Regions from separate parts of the Dromaius novaehollandiae genome. Here region 1 is linked to region 2. The links are chromatin contacts, called in public Hi-C maps. All regions are on one chromosome and are shown on one strand. The core of a region is the stretch at or near the end of the contact, and the rest is flanking DNA. Distances in the headings are between cores, read along the strand shown. Region 1 has its middle 160 kb from the start of ZIC3. Region 2 overlaps FGF13 (fibroblast growth factor 13).

Evidence for each region. A called contact is a pair of places that touch in the nucleus more often than the background predicts.
Region 1: a contact with region 2 is called in a Hi-C map of liver, with 10 times the contacts expected there. The contact joins two enhancer-like sites. A contact is called at or near these places in 2 of 4 Hi-C or Micro-C datasets (brain and liver).

The regions. Positions count from the first base shown.
Region 1 is chr11:20,969,942-20,975,451 of bDroNov1.hap1, forward strand. No RefSeq gene overlaps it. Among named protein-coding and RNA genes, the nearest start is that of ZIC3, 160 kb to the right of the region's middle. Within about 2 kb of position 4,225, at least 2 of the 2 cell types and tissues checked have open chromatin away from gene starts, as enhancers often do.
Region 2 is chr11:20,810,261-20,815,807 of bDroNov1.hap1, forward strand. The region is part of intron 1 of FGF13 (fibroblast growth factor 13); the gene reads left to right. Among named protein-coding and RNA genes, the nearest start is that of FGF13, 180 kb to the left of the region's middle. Within about 2 kb of position 2,316, at least 2 of the 2 cell types and tissues checked have open chromatin away from gene starts, as enhancers often do.

The DNA of each region.
Region 1 (5,510 bases), core at 2,975-5,474, 160 kb after region 2:
TATATAAAACAGGATCAACAGAGTCCCTTGTCTTTTTTTTACACATTGTGTCATTTTGCTCTGACACATCTATTCTATCGTATATATGAGGTGATAGATGTGTGTGTTGCTGTGTGTGTCTTTATTACCTCAATTAGCATGTACTAGGGTTTTTTCCACTTTCCTCCTGTCTCACAGGATTCATTTTTAGGGTTCCCACTATGTAGGACTGACTCAGTCATCCTAAGGTGCTCTCTGCCCTGCAATGGAGCTAGCAGCAGCTCTCTGCTGAGGTTTCCCTGACGGAGCTTTCAGTGGGTTGGAATAATTCCCTGTCACTCCGGATTTATACATTGCTGTAATCACACATATTTGATGAGGCTGAATGCTAAAGCTGAAAGTTAAAGTGCTTGGAAGTTTTTTTGCAAAATCCTATTAGAAGTCATTAAAATATTTATACATCTGGTGCAAGCCTTCCCAAAGGGCTCTCTTTTACAAATAACTGTAACACTAGGTGTGGATCACAGAAGGACCTGTTCCACTAATTGCTTTCAGAGCATTTTAGTATTAGCATATTTCCAAATTAACAGCAAGTTAAAAAATAAAAGGATTACCTAAGATTGAACAGAGCAATATCCGGACATCCAGACTGCTACCGTTTATAGAGTCAAACAAGTTGGAACAGAGGAAAGAGCAAATTCGGAGTAACATGATGACCAAGTGCCACCTTGCGGATGCAGCAGGCACCCAGCAGGAGCCAGAGCGGCCTGGGGATGGACGGGGTTGGGAGGCAGTCAGGCACAGAGACTATTGGTATGCTGTAGGCATAGCTGTTGGCATTAAAAAAACCACTTCATTGAAATCACAGATTTGCGCTCCCTTCGGAAGATACTGCCTTCAAGATTTACAGTTACCCTGTTACTGTGACTCCCACAAGAAGTCCATAAAACTTTTACCGCCTAGTTCTTGCATCACACCCATAAATTCTGCCTATGTTTCATCGCAGGCAGCACGAACTGGGCACTGAAGGCAAAGCCACAGGGAAGCCACGCTGTACGGCAGCGAGCGTTCACACACACAGGACAGACACGGGGCGCACGGAGCCAGTATTGCCATACGGGGCCTTAGGAGCAGTTTGCCAGTGCAGGCAAGTCTCTCGCACCATAGTATTCACAGCTCCACAGAAGCTGCTTTTCACCCAAGCATCGTTGTCTTTAAAAGCGAGTTGGAGCAGAATTTGAGAGCAGCAGCACTCTGGTACAGCACACTGTCCTTCAGGCCACATCAGGCCCAGGAAGGTATTTTCCCCTTGTAGTGATCACATTTAAACACGAAGACTCAGGAAGATTGTGCCCCTATTCCCTCCCTTCCTTTTGCTTCATAACATTGAGGTCACTGATTTGGGAAGCTGAAATATTTGGGCCAGTTCTCATCTGTTGCGTGCCTCATGAAAAGGGGATGAAGGCCAGCGAGGCCGAGTTTCTCCCCCAGCACTGTTCCCAACAAGAAGCTTTCACTGCGCAAGTGGTCCTTCTGATCCAGCCTCCCCACCTCGTTATTTTAAAAATCTGTGATAAAGTGCTCAGTGGAAGGGATAACACCACATCACCGGTACTCCACAGACACATTCACAGTTGCTGAAAATAAGTTTCTGGTTGCTCAGTGGTGCCAGACTAATAACCACGTTGCTTTGCTAAAGTGGCCATACTTCAGAGTAAAATAAAACTCTCAGGGTTAAGAGAAGAAACACCTGAAATTAGTTATTCCCACTTTTCAAAACTACTCAGGTCAGGCCAGACATCCCACATGCCGTGAAATCTTTCTTCCTTCCCACAGACCCTATGACCATTGCCTGAGTTTGAAGAGGCAGGATTCGGTCCATTTTCCTGATGGAGCTTCAAACAAAAGACTCCGTTACAGAGGCATGAAAATAAGGTCTCAACTGATGTCCATCCTGTCTTTCCCCTCCCACACCACATGAGCTGCACGCTTAACAAATCAGCTCTGCGGTTCTCCTTCCCTTAGGAGCAGGACTAGCTCCTCTTCTGGGCTGCAGTTACACCACAGACTAATTCTGCGTGATCCCTCCATACCCAAAAACCTTTCCTTCATGAAATGGATTAGAGCTATTCTTAAGAGCAGTTATCTTGAACTTTCAAGAAAGCAAAGGAATAAATTATTTAAAACATGGGGGAAATGTCCATTTAGATTAATGCTAGGCTGAAAATAGTCCTTCTCTTCAATTCACTGGATGACTACTATAACATTCAGCCCAGTTTAATGGAATGATACTCCAGCTACATGAAGTTTCTCAGAAAGAGATGTACTATCCATCGCCCACTTTCTACTCCACCTATCTGTAATGGAGACAATTACTTTAAAATATCTTTCTCTGGTAGACTGACTTGCATGCAAGTCATCTCTCTTGGCTAACTTTTGAGATGTATTGTGATGATAAACATAAAGCCATCAACTCTGAAAGCTAAGAAAGGTGACCTGCTTACTGATACAGACAACTCAGACTGGGAAAGAGGCCAAGGGGAAACACAGAAGGGCTTTCAAATCAGCTCGGTAAGCCCTCCCATTTCTTTCTCCACAGATGGAGGTTCAATCAGACAGGACAGACTTGAGCGGTGGGTCAGCTGAGTGCCTCCAATGGAGAGAGAAGAGAGCTGAAATGCTCCACAAGTGCATGAGGTGCCCTCTTCAGCAGTGCTGGAGAGCTGCCTTGGTGCAGGTGACGTTCCTCCTTCTTCCCTCCCGTGGCTGAGGGCAGCATCATGGGGCTTTAGCCCATGGTTTTCCTTGCCAGGCCACACAATATCTTTCTTCAAGCCCAATCCTCCACTGACAGCTCTGCCATGCTGAGGGAATGCTATCTCTGAATAGCCCTGGTAGAGCCAACAGTGGGCACACTTGAGTCATCAGCACTATATATCCCAGAATGAACAGTATATTGGGACCCACAGCCTCCCCTGGAGAGCTGCAGCAGCGCCAACCCCAAACAAACTTCAGCAGGTTTCATGCCTCTCTGCACAAACATTGTAGTCCCTGCTAAACAGCTTTCCATCTTTTCTTTCAGGATAGTAATTCAAGAACTACATCCTTGGGATTTTTGCTCTCCCGGATGAGGCATTTCCAACCACAAAGCCTGTCCTAAGAGAGAGATGCTCTCACACAGGTGTGCTCAGTTTGCAAGACAGCTCAGGGGCTAATTCTCTAATCCCACTGCAGACTAAGCCAGGATCACCCTGCAAAGAGGTGAAATGCTTTTATCCTTTCACAGATGAGAAACTAAGACTCAAGGCCAGAACCAGCAAGGAGCCTAAACAAGGGTTCAGATGGAGTTAGGGTAATTGCAGCTAAAGTCACCGTTTACAATGTCCCTTTCCCCTGTCCCTGGCAGTGTCACCTCTCTGTGCGACTTCCCTGTTCACCGGGTCCCTCAAAACCGGCTAGGCATGCTCAGAGCTGCCCAGATGGGAGCCACTCAAGGTCTCGGGGCCCACCAGGAGATCAGGATGGTCAGACTTCCCCTGCAAGTCCTGCCTGGATGCAGGCCAGAAGGTGCCCACCGACCCCACAGCAGCATCTCAGACCCCTTTTTCTTAAAAGGGAGGTCCAAGTGTTCCAGTTCATGCTACCACCGTGCTGAAAGAGCAACCTCCGTGGTATCTGGAGGCAAAGGAAAACATACCTGTAATTACTGCCTGCAAGCCAAGCCGCAGGGAAGGATGTGTCTCGCGGGCTGATATTATTTTACTAAGGTAACACTTTACCTCAGGAAAAGAACTGTGGTAAAATAACACCTCATTGGCTTTGAGCCAGCGGCCCAGCTCCCACGGCCCCAGGAAAGCCGAGTCTCTCCCCGCCTCTGCGCTCCCGTTTCCTGTTCAGTCTGGACAGCCCCATAATGGTATTTTCAGACACAGCAGTAACAGAGGCCCCGCACGTGCAAACGGCCCTTTGCGGGTGTGAAGCAGGCTGCAAAGGGTAATTAAACAATCCAAACTGTACAATTGGGTCCCTTATTACAGAGCAACATTAAAGTCTGAAAGCAGTTGATCATCTTGCTTAACGAGCCCAGTTTTCACCAGTATGGTTAAAAGTCACATTCCAGGGGGAAAGGAGACCGCAGAGGAAAAAGTCCTCATGTGAGGTTTGCTGCCAGCGCCATACGTGTGTGTAGCTACAGCGAAGTGAGAACACAGCTCCTGCCCGGCTCAGTTAGCCCGGCGCTTAGCCGGGGAACATCTGCACCGCTTTCAACTTCACTCTGTTTTAAAAATTGAGCGAGACTGCCACCTACTAACACACAGCTGAAATGACCAAAACTGTGCAGTGCTGCCAGACAGAAAAATACAACAGAAGCATGAAAATACCTAGAAGGGTTGCACTTACAAAAGTGTTTGAAATTACAAGCATCTTTCCTTCTTCTGCATTTGATGGTGAGAAAGAAGGCAGGTCGTGCTATCTCTGCAGCATTCACATGCTTTTCCTCAGCTGAATCAACAGCTCCCAGCACATAATTCAGACTCCGTTCTTAATTCAATTAACTCCATTAATTTTGCTTCTCTTTCCACTCAGGAAATGTCCACAAGCACATCCTAGTTTCCTAAGCGAGGCCATTTTAAATGGTACAACAAACCGGGTTAAGTACATTCACTCCAGGGACAGCAGCATTTAAGCCGTTTCTTTTCAGCTGGGAGAAGCCACGTGGTATCGCTTATTCCCAGATCACGAGAGAGAGGAAACCAGAGAAGTTTTACAGGTGTAAATGGAGACCCCAGGCTTGCCTGGGACCTCAGGTGTGACCACGACCACCACAACGACCAGTGAATGTATTTGCACAGATGCTCTGGGAAAGCAAACAGCACGAGTGTCACTGACACAAATGCCCTTATCTGAAGGCGTAAGGCAACACCTCCGTCGCTCCCTTCTGCCTGGTGATTGCAGGGGCCATCCCAGAGCATCGGTGACAGTCCCTGCAGAGAAAAGCGTATGTATTCAGATAAAAGGCTACCTTCAACACGACTCAATCCCACAACTTATTTGACACAGCAGTTTAATGCACATCAGAGCGCAGAACACTGAGTATAGGAGGTATTGGCAATGAACCACTCCAATTAGGCTGACTTTCAGATGAATCTCTACAAATTAGAGAAGAGCAGATTAATGCAGGCTCTCCAAAGAGACCCCTAATAGGACTAGTAACTGGGAGCAAATTAAATTAGTGCCGTAAGAGAGGTTATGTAAAAGTCTTTTAATTCAGAGAGTGAGGACTTGTTTCAGTACAGAAAAATAATTTAGCTTCATTCAAACATTAAATACCCATCCAAGTGGCAAACACTGGAAATGGTCAAATATTTTTCAAACAAATCTTTCCAGAGAAAATGAATATATAATAAAACACCAATTTTTCTGAAAAAAAATGCTTCCTTTTTATCCAAAGAAAACAAACGGTCCATTTTTTTTGGCAGCCAAACAAGGGGAAAAAATACTTCCAATGCAGAAAGCAAGCTAATGGCAAT
Region 2 (5,547 bases), core at 1,066-3,565:
AGGATGAGTTAAACAAGGTCTCAGTTCAGCAACAGAATATTCAAATCCAGGCCTTGATTAACACAACTGAACTGTAACTGTGGTTGTTTCACTCCTCAGAATTGCATTAGCAATAGCTGTTTTGGCCCCAACTAGAATATCTTATTAATAATTTTCGCTAAATCCAAATGTCAAAAAAGCAGCTTTTCTGAAAATGTTTGAGGGGAGATTTAAAATATCAGAAGGTGTCTACAGGGTGATTATTTCGGAATTGTTAGTAAATGGAACTCTCGTAAGTGCTTTTTGTACTTGTAACATTTATGGTACATCAGTAATGCAGCTTATTTTATAAAGAAGTATGATACGTTTTCTACCTCATGAGTATTGTTGAGCTATTCATATTGCAAAATGCCTTACAATGAAAGGTATCAACTAAACCAAGCACCAGGCTCCTATGGCTGGTGTAATGTACCACGGTATCCTGTTACAGTCGTTCTTTGTAATTCTAGGAGACAGAAAATAAAATTTGACACTCAAAAATAATAAGTTTAAGTAAATAATGTAGGGGAAGTGTACATTTATGTCCAAGAAATAGTTAGATGTTGCCAGAACAATACTGCTACATTATGAATCTTTAATGATCTCTGAAAGTCATAATGGCCTGTCACTAATGCCCATTAATGATCTCTCTATACCGCGAGTATGGGTTTGATGTTTCTGGCCAGTACCTTAGAGAATACTTTAAATATGCCTTAAACTTTCTCTGATCTGCTCCCTGTGTGTCTGCTCCAAATGTAGACTGCAATTGTCTGGATAGGAGCAGCTTGTAAGGAAGCATGGCTTTGGGGTTAAGAAAGTCTTATTCAGGTAAGATGTATTTAAGCAATATTTTTAAAGGAAAAACTAGAAGGTATTTCCTGGCAGTAATCCTGTGTAGAGATAATAAGCTATGTAAAGAAATTAAAGCTTAATATTTATTCAAAGAATGTGGTAGTTCTTTGACTGCTTCAGTTTTCTTTGGTTACTCTAAAAATACACTATTTAAAGCAAGTGTTATTGTTGATACTTACTGATTGGAAATGTAGATATACTGAATATACTACTGAACTGGCAAATTTATTCTGTTTGAACAAAGTATTTCAAATGCAGCACAGGTTGATTTTTGTGGCCTTTTAAACATCTGTGCTTCATACTTAGTAAATCTTGTACCCAAACCTTGTAACAGGAATAAAGCTAATTCTTGCTTTAAAGAAAAAAGACAATAATTCCACTGTGCTGTGCTAACATTAACTAAACACAATCTTGTTATGGTGTTTATAACTTGAAAACCTTTTTAATACCAGAATATCAGCATTTCTGTATTCTTTTGTAAATATTTTAGCTAAAGGCTCACTGTGGTATAACTTATTTTTCTTAATAGTGGAAAAGTGCGTTCTCTATTTCGTGTATGAAACGATCAGATTACTGGAAGAACCAACGCCCTATGGCTAGAAGAGAAAAACAAATCTAAGAGCTCTTGGAAAATGCCCCAATATCAAACAATAATCTGATTAGCAGTGCGTACAGAGGGTTAGATATTAACTGTATTCTCTAGGATGTATATCATTCTTTATTGGAAATAATGCAACACAATCCGTAAACAACTTCAATGATATTGCATGCGGCATCCATGTTTTTTTCTCCTTGAAATTAATCTAGTAAGCCTAAATAGAGTAAAGATAAGTATAGAACATAAAAGATCTGCAATGTTTTAGGTTTTTTTTAAAAAGTGTTTACACAATGTAATCGATTAATATATGATCCTGGTTTTTAACTATTGAATGCCTTGTCCTTGTTTTGCAAAAATGGTGGGTTAGCGTAGCGTAAGAGTGGCAAAGCTAAAGTGGTTCTGAAGCAGTCGCAGCGTTTGCTGGAGAGCAGCTTTTCTTTAGTACGTGTCCTCGCCACAATGTGCAAAAGAAGTGCTACTGGCTGGTTACGAAGCAGGGAATAAACCTTGGGGGCAGGCCGGGGGGCTCGCTCACCCCTCCCGGGGCTGGAGGTCTGCGAGCGCTGGAGCGGGCAGGGCGAGGCCGGCCGGGGCGGATCAGCACCGCGGAGAGCGCCCGCCCGGCCCCGGGGAGCCGCCGCGCCCGGGGCTCTTCGGCCCCGCAGCGCCGAAGCCCCCTTCGCCCCCTCTCTGCCTGCCGGGCCCCGTCCGGCCCTCGCGGGAGCCGGCTGCTGTTTACAGCCGGGGGGGCCCACGTACGTTTGCTGTAATTAAATATCACCGCTGACCGAAACGAAATCGACGAAGAAAGTGAATGACCTTGCTGCGGCAGTGACAAGAACTAACTCTAGGTGTCCCTCTAGCTTCTGGTTTTAGCACTAATGCCATGCTTTGGGGTTTGCTACTGAAAGTGCTGGAAGTGGGGCTGTTTGTGTATCTTGTAACTGTATACAGATTGTTGTGCAGCATGCTTCTTGTGCAGGAAACTCTGTTTTTTACCCAAAGCCTCCTGTAAAGACTTTACATCAGAACTTTTTAAGTGGGCTGAAATTTATAGCAATAATGTTTTAAAAATACAGTCACTGAGTAAGACATTTTATATATTACAGAGCTGGAAAAAAAGGAAGGGCTGAAGGTGGTGAAAGTTTTTCCAGCATTAGCAGCTCTACTCTGATTCCCTTGTGTTTGTGCAACTCAGCATTTTGAAACGTCTTGGTTTGGCTCACATTTGCAAGTTGGGAAGAAGAGAGGCAGGAAAAAATGCCTGTGTTTAAGTGCCCATATTATGTATGTAGAATCCATGTTTGCAGAGGTTTGAGCAAGTCCAATTCATACTCAGCACATATGATTGGGGAGTAGCTAAGGCCATGCATATGGGCAGGTCAGTTAATTAAAATCCTAGTCTTTTATTTGTACCAACTTCTGAAGCTTAATCTGTTGGCTTCGTGCTGGTTTACAGTTAAAAATGCAGCTACGATTACCTAGTCTCTGCACAAGCGAATGTGTCCCTGTCATAAGCAAGAGAATAACAGTGCTCAGCTGGGGCAACTTCACATCTATTCCTCTGGTTTCTGAGATTTGTTTCTCTGCATAGTAACAAAATCTTCCTATGCTTTCTGATGAGGTCTGACTCCCCAGAAATGTATCCAGCCGACTAATGTGAAAATTGGGAGCAGTAGCAGATGTTCTGCCATCAGCCTCCTTCTCTGATTTCTCTGAATTTCTTCTAATCTGCTGATGTATAATTTGCACATGCAATTGTTCTGGTCTTCATGCTTCAGGCCTATTTAAATCCAATATGGTGAATGCTGACTGGTGGTCTTTGTTCCTGTTCTGCTAGGCAATGTTTCTTGTGAGTGTTGTTCGCAAAAAGAATGCTTCTAGCATAAGCTAATAAATTTCCTTCTACTTACGATATGTTGCTTTTCCTATCCAAGATTCCCCATGTGATTTATAGATGTCCTCTTTGCTCTGCTCTTGCTAGCAGCAGCTTCTGCTAGGCCATGAGGGACAGTTGCTGGAAGGTGTGTCTTGGGGGTGGGGGAGGATGGGTAGTGTGACTGTGTGAGTGCTTGGCCAGTTTTTATATTCACATCTATTACTGAGCACTGCCAGAAACAAGAGACTGAGCTAGGAGGATGTTAGTTAGTTATTTTTGATAATGGTCTATGATGATTCATAGATTAATCTATTACAAAGATGGTAGATAGAAAGCATAAGGTAGATAATAGTCTGAATTCTTCCCCCCTCCCCCCAAAAGGGTACTTCAGTGAGAGAGAGGTAGTGTTTTCCTTTATGCAGCTATGAAAATGATGGTGCTTTTCAGATGGAGATGAATTTGAATGGGGATGAATGAAGCTGTCTGGAGATGCCTTCTTCTCTTCTTTCTTGGCTGTACAGCCAAGATAGTTGGCTCAGATGAGTTTAGAGTAACCTTACTTTTACATCACTGAAGTTAGGTGAGATATACTTTGTTTTACCACCATTATTACCTGGTGAATAAAGCACAGAATCTGGAAGTTTTACCTTGTGGACCTTTTCCTAATCCTCAAGGTCACATCTTCCCTCTGATTAGTAGAAAATGAGACCAACATTTTTGCTAAGGTAACCTGGTTCCAGTTCCATGACAGGGAGCAGAGCAAAGCCTCACTTACACCTTTGCAGAAACAGCTGCCCATGAGGTATGCCAGCTCCAGCTCCTGGAAAGCACCACCTCCATCCAAGAAATGGCACTTTTGCTCAAAGTCCCTTTGTTTGGTGACTGACTCTGTTCACATTCTCCTTTGAACTTGGTGCCATAATCTCTGCAGTCAGGTGAAAGTCACAGAAATTTGTTACCAGGCTCTTCTGATCTCAGCCCAGTTAATTTGGTTTCATTCTTAGAAAACAGATGGGTCTCAGATCATTAACACAGCAACACGAAGTGCTAAGCCTGGCATCTGTCACATGGCTCCAGAGAATTGGACTCTATAGTCCTGTGAAGTCAAGCAATAGGGCAAAACTTAGCTTCTAAGCAAGGCAAAAACTGTGTCGAAAAACTGAGAAGTTGGTGGCAATGCTTGGGTGCAGGTGACAAGAGGAAGCATAGATGCTCCAACTCAGTGGAGACCCAGTGAGTGTTTGTTTTTGTCAAGCTCTTGACAGAGGATGAGTCGTCAGATCTATGAAATGATGAAAAAGATCTGTTTGGGTAATGAATGTGATGTTCTCCAGGCAACTTGCTTTGTGTCTGTGAAGGACTGCTTATGGTATTTTGTCACGTAGTAAAGTGGCCTTATGTTAAGTTTGACAGTGGTATATAACCCACGCATCTAGTGTGTCCCATGCTGAGATGTAAATATTTCAGGGATGATATGCTGTCATTTACACTGATGTTTCTGAGTGTCATCGTGCTGTGAGGGGCATGAACAAACTTCTGTGCATACTGATGTGGGAGGATCTTGAGTGTATTTGCTATGGCTTTGTGGTGGGCAGAGAGAAGTTGGCCAGTTGCTGCTGCAAGTTTCTGGCTCAGGTTGGGCACCTAAAGACACCAGAATAATGTGTTCCTAATTTGGGAGCACGCAGAGTGCTGGGAGCTGATCTCTTGTTTGTTCTGTGACCTTTCCCAGGTGATTGGCACTGATCTTTTATGCACCGGATAGACGATCTTTTGTGGTTGACATTTTGAGATGACTGAATATGGATTAACCTAGGCAAAACTATTTCTGTTTTCTACCTTCAAACAATGCCCTCCTTTTCCAAAAATGTCTGCTCCACCAGGGCATGTGGTCAGATCAAATCCATTTTGACTGATACAGTGCTCTAAAGGAATCAGAGGTCACAGCTGGAAAGGGGTAGAGAAAATGAAAATTTTCTCTGAGAATCTGGGAGGAAACTGGTGCTCTTGATCTGAGGTCCATTGACCATCCTGAGCGTTTAGCAGAGAGAGTCAGTCACTGTGAAGAGGCACAAATTCTTGTTTGAATCAGTGAAACTTGTCCCAGCAGACATGTGCAGATCTGCTAAGAGAACAAGATCAGGATATAAGAACCTTTTGTAATGCATTAGGTGCACAATTATTTTTTAAATATCTTGAT